Linked DNA regions of Mus musculus: region 1 is linked to region 2. Evidence: chromatin contacts called from public Hi-C data. All regions are on one chromosome and are shown on one strand. The core of a region is the stretch at or near the end of the contact, and the rest is flanking DNA. Distances in the headings are between cores, read along the strand shown. Region 1 holds the start of Prkd1 (protein kinase D1). Region 2 overlaps Prkd1 (protein kinase D1).

Region 1 (5,818 bases), core at 1,530-4,029, 210 kb before region 2:
AGATATATCCATTCATTCCTTTGCCATTCAGCAAAAGTTAGTACCAGTTCGCAGCCTTCCAGTCTTCACATGCCTACCATAACAATTTCCACACTCACTGGGTGTGGCACATGGCTGAAATCCCAGCTCCAGCTCCAGCTCCGGTGAGGAGGAAACAGGACCATAGCCCATTGAGGTCATCTTTGCCTACAGAGTGAGATGCTGTCTCAATCCAGCTCCCCATAGGAAAGAAACTTGGAACTGTCAACTCTGTGTGTATGTGAGTGTGTGTGTTTGAGTGTGAGTGTGTGTGAGTGAGTGTGTGTGTGTGAGTGTGTGTGAGTGTGTGTGTGAGTGTGTGTGTGAGTGTGTGTGTGAGTGTGTGTGTGTATGTGTGTGAGAGGGTGTGTGTGAGAGAGAGAGAGAGAGAGAGAGAGAGAGAGAGAGAGAGTGTGTGTGTGTGAGGTTCTGCTGGCTATAGAGTTCAAGCTGCTTTAAGTTTTGTTGTGTCTTTGTGTTGCTTCCTTTTTTTTTTTCTTCATCTAGTAATGGCTTAGGTTCTTTAAAATAATTTCAATTTCTTGGTCTGTTTCTGTCTTTTGCTTCCTTTTCAACTATTTCCAGCACCCTACAAGAATCTTTCACATCATGGATACAGCATAAGGAGTTATTCACAGATTTTTCTTCCAAAGTGGTTCACCCGTGTTTTTCTCTCTCTCTCTCTCATAAAATTGATGAGTATGTGAAGTTGTTCTGAGAAACCTTGTCTAGCTTTGAATTGACCTCCAATGTAGTCTTGACCCACTTCTGTTCCTTGAATATGGGGCTCATAATTCCTGTTCTGGTTATTACCATTTGACTGTTTAGTGTCATTTCAAACGAAATGCTTAGAGAATGAATCGTCCTTCTCCCCAACCTGCTTCTTTTCTGTTTTCTGTCTCAATTATTAGCAGCAGAGAATCACACACATTTCTCAAAAAACCATAGAGTCCTTGGTGACACTTCTATTTCCCTACCATTGGAGAATCTGCGTAAACAGCAGGGTCTCCATCCTGCCTCCACATTAAGAACTCTAGCCTCTTGTTTCTCAGCACCTCCACTACCATCATGATGATCCTGTAGAGGGAGGGGCAACAGCTAGGGTCCCTAACCTACTGCCCCTGCTTTTATTCCTTTCGCTTGCGATTTGCTTCCTGCATAACAGTCAAAGAATGTTCCTTCAAAACATGTTAATCACATCTACTGGCTTGTTGAAATCCTCCCAGTGGTTCAGTGGTGCATTGAGAATAAACCACAAACAATTTAGCACAGCTTTGAAGAACTGGTTCCTATTTGCCCTCCAGCCTCATTTCTTCTGTGCCTTAAGCAAGTGCAGTAAGCCCTCTCTTGGGGTCTTTTGCATGCTATATGACTTGAAGACCATTACCTAAGCTTGTCTTAAGACCAGTCCTTCCCATCAACCAGTCCTTGGCTCAAATGGAAACACCCCAGGAAAGATTTGTTTTCTTCACTGGTCAAAGTGTTGAGCCTCATGTTCTTGATCATGGTTACTGCTGTTAACCACTGTGTTACTGTTATTTATGGCAATTGTTGCTGTCAGAACTAACTTCATTTACTGTCTTACTTTTATATTTTCAATGTAATCAGTTATGGCAAGAACATAGTCTGACTTCATAAGTGGATAGCTAGTGCCCGCAGACTCTGGGACAGAAGTCCTGTGTTCAGAGCTATGATAGCTAGAAAGCACAGATGGCTTAGGTAAAACTAGTTCCTTTAAAGCAGTCTGTAAACTTAGGAACGACACCCCTATCCAGTCTACTCAAATAGTCGTTTGTACCATTAATTTAGAGAGTTTTCTAGAATAGTGAATTGACTATATGTAGGTGGGAATTTCAAGATTCCATTACTGACATACAACACAACTCTGTAGAAAACCACATCTCAATGTTCTGGTCCAGAAGAGAACCATTAATCAAAAACAGACAAACAAGCAAACCAACCAAAACAAAACAAAATTAACACACTGCAAACGAAAATATGCAAAAATGGTTTGTGTGCTTGTGCATGTAAGAGGACACATTGGGGAAACTAAAGTGAGAAGAAGCGCTGCCAAGATGGAGCCTGTTCAGAATTTACTAAGAATTATCAGAAGGCCTCTGATAACAATCATTGCAGCCTGTTAAACCAAATAGGGTCCCTGTACATCTACAGATGCAAAGAACCCATCCCGATAGAAAGGACAGAAATATAGTCAGGCTCTACTGTCTCTGAAGCACCTCTTTTTGCCCAGCCACCAGTATAATCAGATCAAAATTAGTGCTGTGGGTGTGGGGCTGGAATTGCTCCTAGAAAGCCAGGTTAAGGTTGACAGTTTTGAAGAGGCTGAAACACAGAAGTTCCAAACACAAAACAAAGTAGAAAGCAAGAACCCTATTTAGACCCTTAAGAAGGCGGTGGGTGGAGCAGGTGGGGTTGATGGAAAGGATACAGACTCCGCTATTACAAGAGAGACACGGTTTTAAAGAGGTCAGCTGACTGGCCCTTTAACAAACTCGAGGGCTCCCAGAGGGAGTCCCCCGTTAGGTGGGCTCTACCAGGCTGGCGTTTCCCGGTCCACTCCTGTGCGGGCGCTTGGAAGGGGGTGGTCAGGACTGCCCTGAATGGGCGGGTCCGCGGCTTTAGAGTCCGCCGAGTGGGCTGGGGCGGCTGCTGCGCGCAGGGGGCGGCTCCCCGTCGGGCTCCGGTTCCCCTCGTCGGCTCCGCGGCGCCGCCCTCGCCCCGCCCCGCCCCGCCGGCGCCGGTCGCGCGGACCCGCCGTGGTCCCCGGAGCGGAGCGCGCCGCGGCCGCAGTAGCTGGGCGCCTCCCCCGCGCTGCCGCGCGCCCGCCTGCTCGCCTGCCCGCCCGCCGGCCCCGGCTCCGCTCGGCCATCTTCGCGGCTCCCGCCCTCACCAGCTCCGGTCGCGCGCCCTGTCCCCGCGCGCGGACTTTCCCGGAAAGTTTGGTGGTTCTTCTCCGCCGCCGCAGGCAGCGGCGCCGCGCCCCACGTCCGCCAAACTTTGGGGCTCACTGGCGCGATGAGCGTCCCTCCGCTGCTGCGACCGCCTAGCCCGCTCCTGCCCGCCGCGGCCGCCGTGGCTGCTGCCGCCGCTGCGCTGGTCCCAGGCTCCGGGCCCGCGCCCTTCCCGGCGCCTGGGGCCGCCCCGGCGGGGGGCATCTCGTTCCATCTGCAGATCGGCCTGAGCCGCGAGCCGGTGCTGCTCCTGCAGGACTCCTCTGGCGACTACAGCCTGGCGCATGTCCGGGAGATGGCTTGTTCCATCGTGGACCAGAAGGTAAGGTGCCCCGGGTCCACCAACTTTGCAGCCGACCTCGCCTGCGCCGTACAGCCTGGCTGTGGCCGGACTGCATGCCCTAGCCCCAGGCACTGCTCTGCCTGCCGCGCAGTCTTCCTGGGGGCTGACCTCCTGCTCCTTCTCTGGCACGCCTGCCTTCTCACCTCCTTTACCTCCCTTCTTGCGATGACAGTTCAAGGAATCTTGCACTTTTCTCCTCGCGCTCCGGCGTATTCTTGAGGTTTCCTGGCTGTCCTGACTCTTTTTCCCTGGACCAGAGCCTACCTGGTACCAGATCCGCTTTCCAGCGCCAGAGATCCCTTGGGACAGCCCAGAGCTTTTTCAGCCCCACTCCCTTCCACTACATCCTCTTTCAGCTCTAATTGATGCTGAGGAGTTCCGGGTGTGACCTGGACGCCAGGAATTTCTCACCTGCCAATAGTGCTTTTAAGAAAGGGTGATTGATTAAGCCAGCTGTGAAAACAACCGAGGAGTTGGTACCACTACCCAAGTCCGCCCTGGATTTAGTACTACCACTGTGCGAGCTTAGAAACATTTTCCAACAATAAAACCTGAAATTTACAGCGTTTTTTGGCTTAAATTTCCATGCACTGATCTTGGGAGACTGGAGTAGTGAGAAGGTCTGTGGTTCCAAGAACATCCAGTGCTGGCTTTGCTCTTAAGTTTGAGGCTATGGGACTTTGGATAGTGGTCATCAAAGACTGGCTGGGGAGAGGCCCATAAAGCTGGGCTAGGCCACCCATCATTGTTTCCAGTGCACTTTTGAAGTTAGGTTATCTCCACAGCCATCCAGAAGGATGCTTCATGTAAGGGGGAAGGGCCCTTGGTGCCACTCCTTCACAGTATGGACTGCCAGGGTTCTGGGGGAGGAGAGAGAGATAGAGGAGTTAGCTAAAGGTGCTGACTTTCAACTCTGGAGGGCTGACTGGCTAGTTCTCACCCTTTAATGAACAGTCAAGAGCGGATTTTCTTAAACTGTTTGGAACAACGTGTCTTACGCTTTTTGAGCGGTGTAAATAGTGGTGCTGAGTACAGAGGTCTAGGGAGTTGCTCTGGGGAAGCACCCACTAATGCAGGAAGTGAAAATTCTAGAGGTCAGACTCAAGTAACAGTGAGTGCCTTGAAGTTTTGTTAATTAAAGGGAGTGATATTTTTTCGTTATATAATTGAACTCTTTGTAGTTCCCTTGAAGTACTGAATCCAGCCGCCCCCTCCCCCAGGATGGTGAATTATGCAAGTATTCTAGGCTCTGACTGCCTCACTGTATAGCCTTCAAATATTTCTGTTATGATATGGATTAATTAATTAAAAAGCACTGCCACACAGGCATACACAACACATGTAATGAAATTATTCAGAAAGTCCCTTCGGTACTATAACAACAATCTAACTGTAAGTTCTAAAGAAGATGGTGTAGTGTTAGAATATCCCAAAAGGGCTAAGTTAATACAAACTTTGTTTTGACCTGCTTAAACTCTGTGTGTTTCTGTGTTTCTGGTCTGTCCTTGAGGTTTTGAGTGGGGAATATGATTCAAGAGGTTTGGGTTGGGGTTTGGATACAGTGAATTTTACAGTTGACTCTGGGTTGCTGCCTGGGAGTGTTATCAGTACCCAGGAGAAGTGCAAGCAAGAGGACATGCAGGGCAAAGCAGGCTGGGACAGCCTCAGTAGTAGATACACAGAAGGTTCACTTAGGAAAAAAAGTCTTGAGATGATTAGGAACTTACATTGTAAAAAAACAAAAAAACCGAAAACTCGGTAATCTTCTCAAAAGAGAGATATCCATACCGCACGTATCTGAGATCCACATTAGCTTTGTGGAGGGTGTTTTAGAATGGCCAAAATGTAATGGCAGAAAGAAAACTGGAATGCAGTCAAGTGTTGTGCTGTGTAGACCTGAGCCAAGATCTGGGGGTGGGGATGAGGGGAGGAGCTGGAGGAAGGCTGGAGAGCAGGGAGCCAGCCCCACTGTGTGTTCTAAGGGAATCCTGTATGTATCCTGCTTATTATGCAGTTCTTCACCAAAAGAAAAGTTTGAAAAGTTTTCCTGGGACAGCCATATCCTTTTGTTTTTATGGGTATGGCAAGTTGAGTTATTTTGAAATGTGAATTTTAGCAAATATTATAAGTCCCTAAGTCACGGGTCTAGACAGTGTGCCTTGTCAGTTATTCTATTATCTGTCGTTCTAGATATCAATAACCTATTATCTGTATTTGTCCTCCTCCTCATCTATCATCTCTCTGGCTATCTCTATCAATCATGTAACTATCAATCGCCTGTTATCTACCTGTGCGTCATTTTGTTATCTATGTATCTTCTGCATCTATTTTGGGATATGTTATTTGCCAAGACAGAATTCTTGTGCTGTGACTGCAGTAGTGGGCAGCTTGCAAATGTGGAGGTAAGGAAGTTGGGGGGGGGCTTTTATCCTTTGTCTCATGCTTTCTCTTATGCTTCCTGAAGACATTAACTACGAGGAAGAAT
Region 2 (5,862 bases), core at 3,221-5,720:
ATGGGGCCTACCTAACTGAAATCAACTGAATCATAGTTAACAGCAGCAGTTGAAGAACAGATGCATCACGATCTACCTGTTGGCTCAGCATTCTTAGCCAGAACAGAAGTAACGGTACAATAATGGATGATGCAGTCTTGGAAAGCAGTGTTCTTTGAAGTTGATGTAATTCTATCATCTGTACGACAGAAACACAACCACTAATTTTGTGTGTTTTGGGGATCAACTTAAATTTACAAATAGTAAAAAGAGGAGTACTTGGTCTAAATTACTAATATAGAAAACAAGCATCCATTTCATGGTCTACTTGTTTTGCTGAATTCCTTCTCTGGTGCGGTGCAGTACAGCACAACTTTCTGAAACCTGGAAAGCAATGTTCTGTACTTCCCAACGTTGTATCCACTGTCACTTGTGCCCATAGAGAACTTGAACTTATGTCTGAAGAAGGGGATCCTGTACTTTCTTAAATTTAAGAATATCGCTATGTGGGCAAAATGGTTGCCATACTGAGGATGAAGCTGTAGAGGTCCTTACAGTTCACCTGGCTTTGTTTTCTGCTCTTTGTTTTCTGCCCCACTCCATTCTAAACCTTCTATGAGTTCTTTGGCTGTTCCTCATCTACGACAACTTTCATAGCTTATTTATCTTCATATATAACTTGAAAGTAGGGATGGTAATACCTTCAGGAGTTCTTTTGTTTAGTTCAGTAGTTTCTTATTGTTTTGTTTTAGTTATTATGTGATTTTGTATTTCTGTATGAAGCTGACCATTGTCCTTTCAAGATATGTGAACAATTCTGTTGAAATTCTTTTATTCACTTTATATCCCAATCATGCCCCCTGCCTCAGGACAAAACTTAGAAAAGCCTAACTTTCCTCTGCCCTAGGCTGACCCTGAACTCAGGATCATCTGCCTTTGTAAGCATAAACAAAGAACTTAGCTGAGTGGGATCTCTTGACATCACCACTTCCTAAATCTCTTTATCTCCTTCCTTAGTAGTTTTCTAATTTGTTAGCTCACAGGGCAGCTGCTTTTGTTCCTTTAGATTCGTGAAGCCCCTCGTATAATCCATATTGCATCCTTATGTTTTGCAGAGTTGAGAAAGAATTTATTTTCGAATTTTGTATTTAGATTCTTTTCCATAGCCTTAAGGGCTGTCTCAGTGCTTACCATTTTGCTGAGACATAGCCACACCCTTGACTCCTGGACTCATGCTGTTTCTAATTAACATGGAGTCATTAACATAAACAAGGAGAAATTTCTTCAGAAGAAAAGAGTGCTCCACTACTAGTACTGGTTCTAGGACAAATGTGCTTTATTACAGAAACAAGCCTTAAGCCCACAGCTGAGATCAGTACTCCTGAAGGCTTACATCAGGGGCCCTGTCCTAGGTGCAAAAACCAAGTCACTCTATCCCGACCAAGGCCATAACAGGCTTGACTTCTGGTAATTTCAATTTCATTCTTTAGTGACTTGAAGTTTTTTTTTATCATACTAGACTCTCAGAACTTTTTTTCTTTTTTTTTATGAATGGGTATTCGATTTTTGTCAAATGCCCTTTATACATGCAATAAAATGAGCATGTGGATTATTTTGTCATTCAGTTTGTTTATATGATTGGATAAATTTGTTGATTTGTGTATTTTATCCCATCCCTGCACATCTGGCATGAGCCTATTTGATCATGGTGGATGATTTTTTTTAAAGTGTTCTTGGATTTGGTGTGTAAATTAACTCTTAACAGTTCTCTGATGAATTTTTGCCTGAATGGCCTGTCTATTGGTAAGAATGAAGTCTCCCACTATTCCAGTGTGATAGTTAAAATGCAATTTAGTCTGTAGTAGTGCTCATTCTACAAACTTGGGTACACTTGTCTTTGGAGCATAGCTGTTTAGAATTGCAATGTCTTCTTGGTGGATTGTTTTCTTCAGTAAGTATGCAGTGTTCTTCCCTGTCTCTTCTGATTAGTTTTAGTTTGAAGTCTGTTTTGTCAGATATTAAATGGCTAAACCAGCTTGCATCTTAGGATCATTTGCTTGGAATATCTTTCTACCCTCTTACTCTTAGAAGATATATATGATTGATGTTAGGGTGTGTATCTTGTATGCAACAAAAGGATGAATCCTGTTTTCCCACTCATTCTGTTAGTCTCTGTATTTTACTGGGGAATTGACAGTGATGATGAGAGGTGTCTATGTGCTATGGTTTTGATTCCTGTTATTTTGTTGTAGTTTTTGTTGTGGGTATATGATTAGCCTCGTTTAATTTTGGTGGTCAAATATTATTTATTCCCTTTGTTTTCTCTGATACAATCAATCTTTTAGGTCGCAATTTTTTTTTTTTTTATCTTCTAGAACCTTCTGGATTTGTAGATCTATATTGCTTAAATTTGGTTTTATCATGCGATGTCTTATTTTTTCTTTCTCTGATGACTGAAAGTTTTCTGGGTATAAAAGTCTGGGCTAGCATCTGTGATCTCTTAGATTCTGAAGTACATTTTGTCCAGGCCTATTAGACTTTTAGAGTCTCCATTGAGAAGAGATTTAGAAGTCTAATAGGACTGCCTTTATGGGTTACTTGTTCCTTTTTCTTCTAGCTTTTAATGTGATTGATTTATTTATTCTGTACATTTACTTTTGATTAAATTTTGTGCTAAGCAGACATTCTTTTCTGGTCAAGTCTATTTGATGTTCTGTATTGTAGTATTTTAAGTGGGCATCTTTTAAGATTAGCCAAACTTTCTATGATTTTGTTGAAATTATATTATGGGCCTTTTACCTACATTTCTTGTCTTCCTATTCCTATTCTTAGATTTGGTCTTTTCATGGTGTGCCAGATTTCCTGAATGTTTTGTGCCAGGAGTTTTTAGATTTAACATTTTCTTTAACTGCTATATCTATTTCTTCCATCGTGTCTTAAATGTGTAAGATTTTCTCTCCCATTTCTTATATTCTATTGCTTTTCTCTGTGATTATCTGAGTTCCTAAATATTTTATTTCCAGATTTAGCTTATTTTATAGATATTTTGTTTTTTGTTTTTTGTTTTGTTTGTTTGTGTGCTTTAAATTCTACCTTCATTTTCAGGTCTGGAATGAATTTTTCATGTCCTCCCAGTGTCTGTTTATGTTTTCATAGATTTCTTTAAGAGTTTATCAATTTCCATTTAAGGAATTTTTATCACATTTATAAAGTTTCTTTTACAATCTTTTTCTTGTGCTTCGGCTATGTTGGACTATTCAGGTCCTGCTGTAGTTTTTCAGCTCCAATCCAGATATATTGTCTGGGCTGTTATTGATTGTGTTTTTATATTCCTATCCGGCTTCTTGCATTGTGGAAATTCTAATTCTAGATGCTGATTATCTTGTCTTTGTTGGGTGAGTGTTTTGTTCTTTGGTTTTTGTTTCCTGTCTGGTTCTTAGAAGTGTATTGGGGACATGTTGCCTGGTACAATTTTTTTATGGAGTCCTGTTAGGTGTGTCTATGAATTGTATCTAAAATGTGTTTCTTAGCTATGGGAGCTGACATTTAGGAATGGGGATGGGCCAGGGTGGGGCTGAGTGGGTTCATAGGAGGGAGGAGAGCAGAGTGTTCCACTAGGTTCTGCTTAGTTATACCCCATTGAAATGGGAGCAGAGATTTAGGAGCAGCCACAGCAGAAGGTCTGCTATAGAGCTATCAGTGAGACTGGGGAATGGGATTAGGAGCGAGAAGTAATCTGCCCTTAACCTACTTGCTTACCTGGTCAGCATTGCCTATGTTCCTAAAGATTCTACTTTGAGTTATTGGCCAGGATTTATCAAAGATGTGGTGGGGAGTTTAGGAAAGGAAGGTCTTTGGGTTCTATGAGAGGTGCAGGAGGCAGTGTGGGTTACAGGGGGTGGAACTGGAGACTGTGCTAGGTGTTCTGATCAAGAGCTGGGTGTAAATTTGAGCACTGGATCTGGAGATCCACAGTTAGCCTATCTGTCTCACTGATTGGGTTGCATAAGCGAACAGATTGTTTAAATAATTATTTACGTAGTATATTTATGCTGATATTTTGATAATAAAATTATACCAGTTATATATTTAATATTAATGATGGCATTTTGCTTCTTTACAGCTATTGAAACACTCTTAGAAACTAGATCTGATTATTTTATTATAAGCATTGTCTACCAGGCTATGGTTTTTCTCCCCCATCCCCCACTGCTCCCATAAAACTAGGCTCATCTTCTCATATCTAGACTAGACAAGGAAGCCCAGTTAGGGGAAATGGATCCAAAGACAGGCAATTGGAGATAGTCCCTGCTGTCACTGTTAGGAGTCCCTCATGAAGATCAAGCTGCAAAACTGTTACATATGTGCAGATGCCCTGGGTCTGTCTCATGCATACTGCATACCTGACAATTCTGTCTCTGTAAGCTCCTACTGGACCAGGTTAGTTGGTTCTATAGGGTGTCTTGTGGTGTCCTTTACCCCTCTGGCTCTCTCAGTCCTTGCTTCACTCTTCCATAGGATTGCCCAAGCTCCACCTAGTGACTGACTGTGGGTCTATGCATACGTCTCCATCAGTTACTACTAGAAACCTCTCTGATGACAGTCCTGTCTGCAACTATAGCAGAATATCATTAAGAGCGTCAGGGGTGTGTTCCCTTGCATGCCATTAGTCTCAACCTGGACCAGTTATTGTTGGCAATTTCCTCAATTTTTACTTTATCTTTACCCCTGCATATCTTGTAGGCTGGACAGATTGTGAGTTGAAAGTTTTGTGGCTGGGTTGGAGTTCCAGTCCCTTCACTGGAAGTCTTGCCTGCTTACTGGTGATAGGTGTTTCAGGCTTCATATCCATTGCCAGGAGTCTTAGCTGGAGTTATCTTCCTAGCTTCCTTGGAGTTTCCATTTTCCTAGATTCTAGTTTTGTCCCAGAGTTCTGCCTCCCAACCTGATTACACTTGTCTTTACCAGGACTCTCTCCCTCTCTCCCTCCCTCTCTCCCTCTCTCCCTCCCTCCCTTCCTCCCTCTCTCCCTCCCTCTCTCCCTCTCTCCCTCCCTCCCTTCCTCCCTCTCTCCCTCCCTCCCTCCCTCCCTCCCTCCCTCCCTCCCTCCCTCTCTCCCTCTCTCCCTCCCTCCCTCCCTCTCCTCTCCCCCTCTCCCCCTCTCCCCCTCTCCCTCTCTTCCTCTCTTCCTCTGTCTTCCCCCATCTGATCCCTCCTGTTCTTATACTTCCCCTGCCATTGAGTCTCCTCTCTCTGTCTCCCCAGGTGTTTATTCTATTTCCCCTTCTAAGTGAGATTCAAGCCAACCCCTTTGGACTCTCCTTGTTACTTAGCTTCTTTGGGCTTCTGGATTGTGATATTTAGAATCCATTTATAAGTGAGTGCATACCATGTCTAACTTTCTGTGTCTTTTTTTTAATGTCATTCAAGATGATATTTCTTAGTTCCATTCATTTGCTTCCAAAATTTTGTTGTTGTTTGGTTTTTTTGAGACAGGGTTTCTCTGTGTAGCCCTGGCTGTCCTGAAACTCACTTTGTAGACCAGAACTCAGAAATCCACCTGCCTCTGCCTCCTGAGTGCTGGGATTAAAGGCATGCGCCACCACGCCTGGCTGCTTCCAAATTTTATAAAGTCATTTTTTTAAAAAATAGCTTAGTAATACTCCATTGTCTAAATGAACCACTTTTCTTTATCCATTCTTCACTTGAGGAACATACAGGGTGTTTCAAGTTTCTATCTATTATGAATAAAGCTGTTATGAAGATAGTTGACCAAATGTCCTTGTGGTATCGTGGAACATCTTTTTGATAAATACCCAAGAGTGATACACCTGGGTCTTGAAGTACATCTATTCCCAATTTTATAAGAAACCACCAAATTAA

The links. Hi-C and Micro-C count contacts between places; a contact is called where the count stands out from the background.
Region 1: a contact with region 2 is called in a Hi-C map of rod photoreceptor, with 3 times the contacts expected there. The contact joins the promoter of Prkd1 here to the enhancer-like site in region 2. A contact is called at or near these places in 8 of 39 promoter capture datasets (the 3T3-L1 cell line, 3T3-L1-derived adipocytes, cranial neural crest and 4 more) and 1 of 484 Hi-C or Micro-C datasets (rod photoreceptor).

The regions. Positions count from the first base shown.
Region 1 is chr12:50,646,210-50,652,027 of GRCm38.p6, reverse strand. It overlaps Prkd1 (protein kinase D1), which reads left to right and starts at 2,779. Exons shown (of 19, transcript NM_008858.4): 1 at 2,779-3,312. The coding sequence starts at 3,055.
Region 2 is chr12:50,440,704-50,446,565 of GRCm38.p6, reverse strand. All of the region lies in intron 2 of Prkd1 (protein kinase D1), which reads left to right. Among named protein-coding and RNA genes, the nearest start is that of Prkd1, 210 kb to the left of the region's middle. Within about 2 kb of position 4,470, at least 2 of the 459 cell types and tissues checked have an H3K27ac peak or open chromatin away from gene starts, as enhancers often do. A contact at or near this core is called in rod photoreceptor, where this site is marked.